2 separate regions of the Mus musculus genome follow, and region 2 is linked to region 1. The links are chromatin contacts, called in public HiChIP or PLAC-seq maps. All regions are on one chromosome and are shown on one strand. The core of a region is the stretch at or near the end of the contact, and the rest is flanking DNA. Distances in the headings are between cores, read along the strand shown. Region 1 holds the start of Tma16 (translation machinery associated 16). Region 2 has its middle 59 kb from the start of Nat1.

Region 1 (3,715 bases), core at 1,014-3,513:
TCAGCCATACCCTGAAATGGTAGGGACTGAGGAATTCTGGGAGAACGCTGAAGGCCAGGTCTGCTTTGTTATGTTAAATAGTCACCTTGGCTGCAAATCCTCAGTTTAAAATCCAGCGATCTTATTTCTGTCTTTTAGTTTATTTGTATAGCGTATTATATTCATCAATTTGCCTAATTGGTTAGGTGTATGATAATGTATTTTTGAAAATACTATATATTTTGAATACATTTAAATTATGTAATGTATTTTAATTGTGTTTGGTTTGCAATTATTTTGTTCACAATTTTTTTGCAGCTTTGTTCATCAGGAAAATTAGTCTGTAACTGCTATGTCTTTATCTGAGCTTATTCAAGATAATACTGCTTTCATAGAATAAACTAGGTACTCCTTCATTTTCTACTTTGAGAAATGATTTAAGAAGTGTTAGTATCAGGACTTTCTTAAAATTTTGGGCAGGACAGTGGTGGTGCACGCCTTTAATCCCAGCACTTGAGAGGCAGAGGTAGGAGGATCTCTGAGTTCAAGGCCAGCCTGGTCTACAAAGTGAGTTCCAGGACAGCCAGGGCTACACAGAGAAACCCTGTCTCAGAAAAAAAAAAAAAAAAAAAAAAAAAGTTTGGTAGAATTCAGCCATGAGTCCATCTGATTCTAGACATTTCTTTGGATGAGACTTTTAATTATTGCTTTTAATCTTATTACATATAATGAACACATTTACTGTATTATATTTTCAGGGATCTTGGTGTGTCATACATGTTTAGAAATACATCAAATACTTTGATGTTTATCAGCATTTTGAAATAAAATTTTCCAAGTATTCTATAGATTATCTGAATTTCACTGGAGTCTGTTGTTACAATTCCTGCTTTCACCTTTACTTTTATTAATTTGGGATTTCTTTTGCTAGTTTGGCTAGGGGTTTAATCAGTCTTGTTATTGATGTGTTTATAAAAAGATAAAGGGGGGATATATTCTGTGGAGGTGTAGTCAGGCATGGGGAAGGGGATGCCTCCGTGGGCCCACAGCCCTTCCCCCTGAGGGACCACGCCAGGTAACTGGGGGGGCAGAACCTACCTGGCTGTTGCCAGATAACTGTGTTGTGGAGCTTAGACAAAATACTAACAGTTGTCCTTTAACAAAAACGATTGCTTTAGCTATTCCTATGTATTGAGGGTTTTTTTGGTCTCTATTTCATTAGGTCCCGCTTTAATAGTGATCGATTGATGAATTTATTTATTTATCCAGTGATTGGGTTTGGGAGTGACTTCTTATTTCTAGAACCTTAAGATGAATTATTACTTCACTTGGAAACTCTCATTTTGCTTTATTGTAAATACTCACTTTCCTGTTAGGATGCTTTAGCTAGCTCGTAGAGTGCCTATGATTTTCATTTGTTTCTAAGAATTTTCTCCTTGATTTCTTCAGTGACCCACTGTACATTTAAAATTGTACCATTACGTGTCCAAGTATTTGTTTTAAGTCCTGTAGTTTCTCTTGCTGTTGGATTCTAGTTTTATTTCAGAGTTGTCTGATAGGGTCCAAGGAATCCATTCATTGTCATCCTCTTCCTCGCCCCCCCTTTCTCCCATATCCCTCTCCTAACACTCCCCCATACATCTCCTCTTCTCCCATCCCTTCTCCTCCTGATCCTTCATCTCCTCCCCTTTTTTGTGTATGTTAAATCCACTTAGTCTATGGTAATAATTTATATTATAATAGTATTTGAAATACTAACTTCTTTATGTCCCACTACAGATAGAAATTATACAAAAAAGAAAGTAGGGAAACTGTCAAAGTACCTTCAATGCGTAGCATGTACTAGGCATTTGATTAATAATTACTACGTAAGACTTTCTATCAAATTTTACCATGCTGTTCAAAAACGGAATAACAAGGCCGGAGAGACAGGCTTTAGATATAGAAAGAAAATGGTAGAGAAAATCAAAGGAAAAGTGAAGGCTGAATTTACACCATTCTGGGAGATGGGCACCTCTAGGTGAGGTAATGCTATCTCCTAACAAGTTGCTCGCCCATGGAGAGCTGCCTTCTGGCCGATACTCAAGGCCGGCCTTTCAGTCAGAAACAGAAGACAGACAGACTTCTGTTCTCTGAGCTCGACTCTCTCTCTCTCTCTACTCTCCCCGCCTTTGTGTGGCTCCCGGGCTGTAAAACAAGGCGGGCGGAAAAACATTACGTCTCAGTTTCTAGGGACGCTTTAGAGAAAGCACCAGCTCCTCCCCTTCCTGTCCGCCCCTATTTGTTTCCCCCGGGGCCCACGTGTGTTAGGGAAGAAGCGGACTTGAGAGCGGCTGCGCTGCCCTCTGTGAAATTGTCGCATCGGGACATCGCCCGGCCTCGGTGGCCAAGACATCGCCATGGTGAGCGGCCCCTTAGGTTCTCCGGGAGGCTCTGGTCGGGCGGCCGGGGAGTACAAGCTCGGACCCGGGAGAAGCCGGGACTCGGAGTGGCTGCGTGGGGCGGTGGTGGGCCCCCGGTGCTGCCCCAGGATCGGAGTGCTCCAGCGCGTTCTCAACTCGCTCTGGGTGGCGTTGTCCACGTCTCCCGGTTTCTCATTTTCCTGAGGGCCTTAACTAATACCGCTTTGTGGATCCACCCACCTCTGCCCTGGGGCAAGTGCAGGTCTCCCCTGCCCAGGGTCACAGCCACCCACGAGGTGCATCGGCCCGCAGCCCTTCTGTTCTGACTTTAGTCCTGCCTCTACAACTCCCATTCCTACCGGGCAACAATGCTGTTTTGTTTGCATTTTAAGACAGTAGTTAAGAGTGTTATAAACGGTTTATGTATAGCGATATAAAGAGCTCATTCACAGTATCCGAATTTATGTTTTTTTTTTTTTTCTTTCGAGACAGGGTTTCTCTGTATAGCCCTGGCTGTCCTGGAACTCACTTTGTAGACCAGGCTGGCCTCAAAGTCAGAAATCCGCCTGCCTCTGCCTCCCAAGTGCTGGGAATAAAGGGGTGCGCCACCACCGCCTGGCCGAATTTATGTTTATAACTGATTTTATGTACGTGTGGATATCGGAGAACAATTTGTGAGAATCTGTTTTCGCCATGTGTATGTTTGATGTTTAATCTCGTTTCTCATTTGCCCCACTATCCTCCATGTGTGTGTTCTTACGGCTTTAAGATTATTATTTTTTTATTCATAGCCAACCTCAGATGGGTTTCAGACTTAGACGTGCCTTCTCTCATCAGATTAATGAAAAAATGACCAATGTCTAAGAGAATTGTGTGAATGAGGAATTGATGAACATTTTAATTATTTGGAGAGTTTTTTTGAGATTATTTCGAGCTTTGTCTTAGCAAAGGAAAAGGGAAGGAAAGAATTACAGACAGAGATAACAAGTGTAGTCTCAAGTTGCAGTGTGGTTTATTCTGGAATAGTGATCTTCAGTAAGAATGGGGAGAAGGAGCTGTGTGAAGGAAATGCTGGAGAAGAAAGTTGGAAGAGATGGCTTTCTGTGCTAAAGCTTAGAACCAAGCTGATCTCTTTCAATAGGGAAAGAAACTCTATACTGGATTAACACTGTAGACAGATTTTTTCGACTTCTTTGTAAAGGGGTCTAACAATAGAGCAACCTAGGCCTGATTGTATGGGTTGAATAAAGGTAACTGACAGGTTTGAAAAAGCTTCAAGAGCTATTTGGCCTTTAGAGGAGTGACTATTGAAGAGGAATATTAGGGACCACCTG
Region 2 (3,425 bases), core at 760-3,259, 940 kb before region 1:
TTTTTGCATACTGTGTGAAAGTGTGCCTCTGTCCTTCCTCACCTGCCTAAGGCATTGAGGCATTTTCTGATGGGCTTTAATAAAAAGCTGGTGGCCTATAACTTGGCAGGATAGGGAAGGTGGGACTTCCAGGCAGAGAGAGAGGAACTCTGGGAAGAATCGGGTGGGTGGGCATATACTAATCAGACAGGGAGGAAGTTGTAATCACTTGGCCACAGAGAGATATAACAGGTCACATGGCAAGCACATACTAGTATAGATGGGTTTAATTAATTATATGAGCTAGTTGGAAAATAGTCTAAGCTAAGGCCTGAGCTATAATAAATAATAATTGTCTCGTTATTGGGGTCAGTCTGGTGGTAGATGGTTACGTAATAGAGGCTGCTGAATTCATCTGTTCAAATGCAAACGGCTACTGAGTGTGTATTAAAGTGACTAAGGAGAAAGCGACTTTGGGTCTAAAACTGCAAACCACTTGCTTTGGCCAAAGTAGTACATACTCAGCTAATGAACTACCAACTGCTCTCAGTGTGATTTCCTTATACAGGAAATAATAATATTGGAAGGAGCCTGGCGAGTGTAATTAATAAGAAATCCTGTATCTCTTGTGGGCTTTAATTCTAGTCTAGATCCAGTTTCCATCGGGTATTGGTGATGGCAGGGAGGCTGTCCTGGCTTTAGGTGGATTTGTATTGGCTTTATTTGATTATCTCTGCTCCCTGGGCACTGGCTTTTGAGCTGCCTTAAATACTGGGCCTGCATTTTTGTTCTATGTATGTTTTCATATTTATTGATAAATCTATTTTTGAACATTGAATAGCAGTGGCTGACTTGATCGGTGACCTCCAGATTTAGTATTTGGGATGTTCTGCCCCAAAGAGTCAGTCAGGATCTTCAGAATGACTGGTATTTGCCACATTAACTGATTTCCTCATGTACAAGGAAGGTAAGGGGGGAATCTTTTCCATTTATTGATTTGGAGCCGGTTCCAGAATAAGAGACCAGGGAGTTACGCATCGTTTCACCTAGGGCTTCCTCTTCAAGTATAAAGGATTGTAATGAAAGAGCAGTAGAATGCCCTCAATAGTTTCAGTCAGGCTAGCCTGCACAAGGCCTGCTTGTGATTGATCCTGGCTTCCTTTGAAACTGGGGACAATCACATTCCCAACATTCCCTTTGCTTATCAATAGAACACTGCCTATCAATGGCATCCTGGGAAGTAAGCACCTTGTGGGTTGGCGTTGGGGAAGTGCGGTGTGATGGGTAGATTCTTCCTAATCCAATAGCCTTCCTGTTTGCAAAGGAGGCAGCCTTAATTGTCTTCACAGAACTACATAGATGATATTAGGTGGTATCTTTTCCCCAGCAATCAACAGCCTGGCCCTTTCCACCCTCTCTTCCCCCGCCCCACCCCCCTACCCCCGTCAGCTGGGCTATGCTATTGACAAAGAGCACAGCTCCTTGGTTTGACTAGGAGGCACCTGTGGGCAAAGAGCTTTGTAGACTTCAAGAGGCAACTGGGGGATAAAGTGAATACAACTTGGCCTTTAGGAATCCCAGGGTCTCCATTTGCATGCATTTGAAAGGCCCTCGCTCAGCTAGTTTTAAACTGGGGTGGACCTCCCAGTTTGTTCACACATCTCACTCCTACAAAACATTAAAATCCTGTAATAGCAGTACTCTCACATCTTACTTGGTAATTCATTACAGTACCCATTGTTGGTACTGTAAGTGCCCCCTGGCGGAAGGCTGCATTTACTGCAAGCATTTTGTAAAGTCGTTAGAGCTTTTCATCTGCCATAGGATAGCGAGAAAGGATAGGATGTTCCACCCACCAAATATGATGACGGTATATTGGAATCCCTATAAGAATTATCCAAGATCCTAGAGAAGAGTTCCTAAAACTTCTTACACGAAGCTTTAAATCTCTCATTGTGAAGAGGATGTAAACTCGGCCTTTTAAAAATCTGTCCCACTGCTGCCACCTGCTGAACACAATGGTGAAGGACAGAGGCTGGTTGCAAGACTGTGCTTAGTTGGCGGGGCTTAAGTTGGGTCTCTGTCCCTCAAGGATACCTCTGTTATTGAGTATTTCCATTTTTGCTCATGCAGAGCGTAAAGTTAGATATTTTCTGGTTGTATATTATCAATATAGTTTGAGCTTTTCTCTTAAAGCCTGTGCATAGGGTATTCTGACCACTTTCTTGTCTTCTACAAAACACATCTGGCTGGAGGGTGTCACTGAAATGTAAACTTTCACCTACTGGCCAGACCTCATGGGGAAAACAAGCAAATCAACATTTTTCATTTTAGGGTCTTCCATAGATCTTTCTTTTTAGTATTTGAGAAACCAGCCAAATAGCATGTGATAGAGACTGACTGACGATGTCCTGTTTCTTGGAAGAGGACAAGGGGGTGATGGTGTGATGCCTTGAGAATCTGGTTGGTTGCCATGTTCAGAACATTCACAGGATCCTCCTGGTTTATGGAATTTCCCAGAGAGTCTAGGGTAAAGTCTATCTCTAATAGAGACTTTAGGTGTGAGAGCCTGGAGGGTGACTACTGGTTCCTATCCTTCTTTGGGCCAGGAAGGAAGACTGGGAAGGGAATTACAGGGGGAAATGAGACCCCTCTTTCTTCCAGGCTGGCTGGGGAGAGTATGAAGCTAAAGCAGTGCCCTAAACTACAAAAACAAAAACAAAAACAAAAAACAAAACAACAACAACAACAAAAAAAAAAAACAAAACAAAAAACAAAAACAAAAAACCCCTCAAAACCCAGAAAAGTGTGTATGGTGTGTGTGTGTGTGTGTGTGTGTGTGTGTGTGTGTTATAAGTACATATTAACCCTGGAGATGGAGTTGCCAAAGGGTTGCCATGGGTTTGGACCAAGTACATTCATAGACTTTCTAGTTAGGACATGGAGTTTTGCTGAAAGTGGAACTAGAAGGAACTAATGATTGTCTCTTAAAAGTCTTTTACTTCCATTCTCTCTAAAACCTGAGTACTTGTAGAATAGAATTCCCTCCCCATTTGAGACTGGTGACTAAGGTATTGAAAACTTATCTTTTTATTCTCTCTCTCTCTCTTCCTCTCTCTCTTTGTGTGTGTGTGTGTGTGTGTGTGTGTGTGTGTGTGTGTATGTGTGTGTGTTTGTGTGAATGAGTGTTGTTTTGAGGATTGTGTGGTCTTGATTTTCATAAGCCTTGACTTATACCCATCTAGAAGGTCAGAAGAAGAAGAAATACCAAATAAAGAAAACCGGTTATGTGTTACCAGTGCACACATTGGGGCCCTCTTGCCAGCCACTTATCCTAGTATACCTGGGGCTTGATGAGCCTTGGTATTGGCTTCCTTCTTGTCTTGGAGCACAGGGGGAGGGGATGAACCCCCAGGCCACAATCCAGGAGACAGGGGACAGAACCA

The links. HiChIP or PLAC-seq counts read pairs in DNA pulled down with a chosen protein or histone mark.
Region 2: an H3K4me3 HiChIP or PLAC-seq map of stem cell-derived neural progenitor cells shows a contact between it and region 1, with 4 times the contacts expected there. The contact joins the enhancer-like site here to the promoter of Tma16 in region 1. A contact is called at or near these places in 10 of 39 promoter capture datasets (the 3T3-L1 cell line, 3T3-L1-derived adipocytes, the HPC-7 cell line and 5 more) and 9 of 115 datasets of contacts at active chromatin or transcription factors (astrocytes, embryonic forebrain, embryonic limb bud and 5 more).

Annotation. Positions count from the first base shown.
Region 1 is chr8:66,485,078-66,488,792 of GRCm38.p6, reverse strand. Tma16 (translation machinery associated 16) reads left to right here and starts at 2,263. Exons shown (of 7, transcript NM_025465.3): 1 at 2,263-2,381. The coding sequence starts at 2,379.
Region 2 is chr8:67,429,930-67,433,354 of GRCm38.p6, reverse strand. No RefSeq gene overlaps it. Among named protein-coding and RNA genes, the nearest start is that of Nat1, 59 kb to the left of the region's middle. Within about 2 kb of position 2,009, at least 32 of the 459 cell types and tissues checked have an H3K27ac peak or open chromatin away from gene starts, as enhancers often do. A contact at or near this core is called in embryonic forebrain, forebrain and stem cell-derived neural progenitor cells, where this site is marked.